2 separate regions of the Gossypium hirsutum genome follow, and region 2 is linked to region 1. Evidence: chromatin contacts called from public Hi-C data. All regions are on one chromosome and are shown on one strand. Each heading gives the region's core, a stretch centred on a gene start, on an enhancer-like site or on the middle of the called end of the contact. The rest is flanking DNA. Distances are from core to core; before and after follow the strand shown.

What was found. A called contact is a pair of places that touch in the nucleus more often than the background predicts.
Region 2: a contact with region 1 is called in a Hi-C map of leaf, with 3 times the contacts expected there. The contact joins the enhancer-like site here to the promoter of LOC121230788 in region 1. A contact is called at or near these places in 10 of 34 Hi-C or Micro-C datasets (anther, cotyledon, hypocotyl and 2 more).

What each region holds. Positions count from the first base shown.
Region 1 is chrA06:123,788,505-123,791,277 of Gossypium_hirsutum_v2.1, reverse strand. LOC121230788 (pentatricopeptide repeat-containing protein At1g11290, chloroplastic-like) reads left to right here and starts at 1,254. Exons shown (of 2, transcript XM_041116182.1): 1 at 1,254-1,780; 2 at 1,782-2,773. The coding sequence starts at 1,340.
Region 2 is chrA06:123,881,262-123,883,987 of Gossypium_hirsutum_v2.1, reverse strand. No RefSeq gene overlaps it. Among protein-coding and RNA genes, the nearest start is that of LOC107928035, 56 kb to the left of the region's middle. Within about 2 kb of position 1,302, at least 3 of the 9 cell types and tissues checked have an H3K27ac peak or open chromatin away from gene starts, as enhancers often do. A contact at or near this core is called in hypocotyl and leaf, where this site is marked.

The sequences.
Region 1 (2,773 bases), core at 5-2,504:
ATTGCTATTTAAGTCCCCAAATCTTAATCTAATTAGAAACCTATAGCGATTAAACTTTTACGATTTAGTCCTTGAGCCTTAAATACTCACAATTTTAGTTAAACCGTTTAACCAAATTTCAATTCATCAATATAATAACTCCATAAATATACCTATTTAATATTTACGGACTCAGTTTATGAAAACAAGGTCTCGAAACTATATTTTTCCACACCACTGGAGACTAAGTCATTACATAGACTCTCAATCTAAAACTATTGACGTGAAGCCTAAAGCTTTGTTTTCAAATCTATAGGCTTGGATTTCTCAAAGAAAACCCTCGAAAATTGTGAGGTCACTCCCAAAGCTTTATATTTTTTGTGCTCTGATCTCTTAATCTTGTTGTTTATATGGCTTGATTTTGAAATGTCTTTCTACTTTTAAGCTTGTCAATGGTGGTTCAATAAAAGCAACGATGACATCTTTAAGGGAGGTAGCAGTTAGGGTTATTGGGTTAGAAGGGAAAAGATGAAGTAAATGAGAGGAGAAAAAATAAGGAAAAATTATCGGTGGAAGAGATAGATTTAACGGTTGAGTAGTCAATTTGATCAATTTCTTTAATATCGGTGACCAAATTAACAAAAAAAAAATTGGAGTGAACAAAATAAGAATGACCTAATTTTAGAGTTATTGATGAGGTAGTTTATCGTAATTAATTGATAATTCAAAAGCTTAATATTTACCTTGTTAATAGAAATTTGCAATTATTTGTTCTTTTTAATAGAAATGTGTAAGATTTTATTATACAAAATTGATAAATTAGTTCTTCTATTTTAATTTGTTAGAATTTAATCATTGTATTTTATGAAAATTAAAAAAATTTAGTCAAATTTGGTAAATGTTAATCTTGGTGTTAAATTTATACATAAAATCAACAATTCAATAATTTATATGTAAGTATTTAGCAAAAATCAATAGTTCATCAATTTATATGTAAATTTATTAGTAAAAATCAACAGCTCAAATTCATATATTTACCAATAATTGGATTAATTTCTCGATTTTTTTAACATACAAGGATCAAATTTTGACACACTAAAGTAGAGGGACTTTCTGGCAAAAAAAATAGATGGACTAACTTCTTAAGTTTCACAAGGATGAAATTTAGAATTAGACCAAATTAGAAATTACTTGGCCCATAATTTTTCTTTATTCGGCCCATTTATCACAAACAAATCCAAAATTTAGGAAATGAAAAGAAAAAATCTCGCAATCCTAATCCAGTTTCGGTCCTCCCATTTGAAGAAGTCATTGAATTGGAACTCATGAGGATGTAACATAGCATTGATAGAAAACAGCCATGAGCTCTCAGCTCATATCTTCTTCTCCAACTATCACCGAAATCCCAACCCCAAAACTCCATTCTCGTTCCCACACGCTTTCTCAAAGAACTCAGATTCCTCTCCATGTTTATAAACACCCAGCAGCTATCCTTTTAGAACTCTCTACTTCCATTAAAGAAGTTTACCAAATCCTTCCCCATATAATCAAATCCAATCTCTACACCGAGCACTTGTTTCAGACCAAACTCCTTAGCCTTTTCTGCAACCACGGTTGCATTGCTGAAGCTGCCCGCGTTTTCGAACCTATCCAAGATAAACCCGAAGTTCTTTATTACACTTTGCTTAAAGGGTATGCCAAGTACTCATCGTTACACGAAGCTTTATTGTTTTTTGTTAGGATGAAAGTTGATAATGTTAAGCCCGTTGTTTATAACTTTACTTACCTGTTGAAAGTTTTATGGGGATAAAGGGGAGCTCAGAAGAGGGAAGGAGATACATGGGCAGTTGATAAAAAATGGGTTTTCTTCAAATGTCTTTGCAATGACTGGAGTGGTCAATCTGTATGCGAAATGTAGACAAATTGAGGAAGCTTATAAGATGTTTGATAGAATGCCTGAGAGAGATTTGGTTTCTTGGAATACGATTATTTCTGGGTTTGCACAGAATGGATTGGCTAAACTTGCTTTGGGTTTAGTTGTTAAGATGCAAGAGGAAGGGCAAAGACCTGATTCTGTTACCCTTGTTTCCATTTTGCCTTCAGTGGCTGATATGGGATTGGTTAAGATAGGGAGGTCGATTCATGGTTATGTTTTAAGAGCGGGTTTTGAAGGGCTTGTGAATGTGAATACTGCATTGGTTGATATGTATTCGAAATGCAGGTATATTGGAATTGGGAGGTTGATCTTTGATGGGATGAAACAGAGGACTATGGTATCGTGGAATTCAATGATCGATGGTTATGTTCGAAGTGGGTATGCTGAGGAAGCGATGGCTATTTTTGAGAAGTTGTTGGACGAAGGAGTGGAACCGACTGATGTTACTATAATGGGAGCTGCTCGTGCTTGTGCTGATTTGGGTGATCTTGACCGAGGAATGTTTGTTCATAAGTTATCGGATAAGTTGAAACTTGCTACCAATGTTTCTGTTATGAACTCTTTGATTTCCATGTACTCCAAATGTAAGAGAGTTGACCTTGCTGTGGATATTTTCAAAAAATTGCCTGGTAAGACCCTTGTTTCTTGGAATGCTATGATTTTAGGCTTTGCGCAAAATGGATGCGTTAATGATGCTTTGAACTACTTTTACGAGATGCATTCTCGAAACATGAGACCGGATACGTTCACAATGGTGAGTGTGATTCCTGCTCTGGCGGAATTATCAGTTACACGGCAAGCAAAGTGGATTCATGGATTTTGTATTAGAAGTTGTTTGGATGATGATATTTTCGTGAT
Region 2 (2,726 bases), core at 53-2,552, 93 kb before region 1:
AATTTGAATAGGCTTTGAAGCCTATAAATACATTTACCTCTTATCTCTCTCATCATCCCCTTTGAAAAATATAGAAATATGGAATGGTCGCCATTCGCCAATAATATTAGCTGTAATGTGAATTTTGCTAGATTATGAGTTTAGTTTTCATTATTGCTTGGTCAATTGATCATTGCATGCAAATAAAAGGAAAGCCAGACTCATAATTTAGCAAAATTGATATTAATTTAGCTCTCAATTATGGATGAGCATTTTTTTAGTGAACCAACTAGATAACTCGAAATTGATTATAAACGATTAATTAATTAGTATCGGTTCATCTAGTTTTGGCTAATACAAGTTGTTGTCTACTGCTAAAAGCACTTTAATGTTGACTTTGTTACATTATGAGTCTAATTTTTATCTCTTCATCTTATTTGGTCAAATTGACAGTTGCTTGTAAATAAAAGGAAAACTAAACTCATAATTCAGCAAAGTCAACATTAACTTGGCTCTCAATTAGGGATCAATATGTGTTGATTGATCATTGGCAAGTACAAGTTGTTGTCCATTGCTAATAGCCCTATAATGTCAGACTTTGTTGGATTATGAATCTAGTTTTTATCTCTTCATCAGCTAATGATTGCATACAAATGTAAAGAACATTAAACTCATAATTCAACAAAGTTGACATTAACTTGGCTCTTAATTAAGGATTTATCATTAAAGAATACAAGTTGTTGTCTATTGCTAATAACCCTATACGTCAACTTTACTGGATTACGAGCTTAGATTTTTTTTCTCTATCATCATTGCTTGGTTGATTGATGATTGCCTGTAAATGAAGAGAAAGCTAGATTCATGATCTAGTAATTTAGTCAATATTAAACTGGGTTTCAATTAAGGGTAAGCATTTGTTAAGGTTGATATATGTAAATTATTTAGGATGGATTTTGGTATAATTAAATTCCAAATTTATCAATGTGACATGGAAATGTTTAATGTTTTTTTTTCCTAAAATTTTCATAATTGTATTTAATAAATCTTTTAAGGATTATACTTTAAAACTTACGATTAGATATATATGTAATTTATGAATCAACCGATCTAACTCAATTTTTAAACTAATACTTCATCTAATTCTCGGTTTGACCAATTAATTCTATCTAAATCAAACATCACCGATTGTAGTTAATACCATTACTAAATTCGCAGGCACATGGTCTTAGCTGCATATGTGGAAGCCAATTGCCATACGACCCAAACCTATTCTCCAATGTAAAGGATCCATTCTTTCGGATAACAATCCTTCATCTCAACCATGATTTTACGATTATTATATTAGCCCAAATAAAATAAGCCTAAGGCTCTAATAAGCGGGCTTGGACCCTAAAGAATTGTGGGGGCCTCAAAGTCCTTAACTTCTTCAATAGCAGGCTCACCAATTATATGATTTCTTTTGACAACTAGTGTTAGAAATTTGAAATATTTAAAATAAATAAAAAAAATCAAATCTTCCATTCTTAAAAAAAAGACCTTGAGATATTTGTTTGTAAATTATTAGACTTAATTGTTCTAGTAAAAACCAAATTGAGAGGATGAACTCACGCGAATTAGAGCTAAGCCTAAATGGCCAATGTAATGTAAATTGGTGGATTTCCCTGCGCATGATATATTGCGGCGTCAGCCTTTTTGTTTTTGAAATTATTTTTTATTGAATTTTTTAGAGTTCAAGAAAAGTAAATTACTTAATTACTAACACATATTTTGTCAAACTAAAAATAGCTTTATCGATTGATTCTATATTTAGCCATGTCTAGATTTATCAAAACATTTCAATATATTTTTAGCAAAGTCAATTCGCTTACTTTTGGTATTTGTAGCCAATAAATGTCCTATAAATATCATGACTCATTCTAAATGCACTTCAAGAACTATTTTCTTCTCCTCTCACTCATCCTTTCCATCCTTAAGAGATTGTTGAGTATTTTTTTTGTTGTGATCTATTATTGACTTTTGTTCTTGTTTTATAATAGAAGAGCTTTTGAAATCTTGGGGGATATGCTACAACCAAATATCTTTAAGGACAATGTTCAACACCTCTTAATCTGTTCAACTCGTATTCTTGGTTTGTTAACTTGATGCAATATTTGTCAACAATCTTAAGGATATTTTTGTACTGGGATGTTGTCCACACCCTATGTCATGCTCCCATAAACATATCATGTGCCTGCTTTTATTGTCGTCTTACTGCCCGTATCCTAATGCTATAAATATTTATGATGTTCGAGATTCTTATGCATCACTAATATGCATTAAAAAAAGGGTGAGATCTAAGTATTTTCGAAATGGTAATTGATTTGATTTTGAAAAAAAAATGATCGCATGTAAAGTATGCTATTTCTATGATGAATTGTTTGAATGAAGCATGAATCCATGATTTTATGTATTATTATTGGAAGATTAGTGGGCCTTGAGTTGGAGTTTAATAAAATGCAATTCTTAATAAAATAATGTGAATTTACCCTAGACTTGGTTAATATTATATTTATCTTTAATATGGATTAGGCCAAACCCAAGTTCAGAGACTAAAGTTGTAACACCCCTCGCTTGAACCGATCGTCAAGTTCGAGCTACAGAACACTATATTAATTGCCAGAGCAACCACGATAAATTAGACAACATATAACCATTTATACATGCAAACAAGAGTTAATTACATTCAAAATTATATTAAACAATAAATT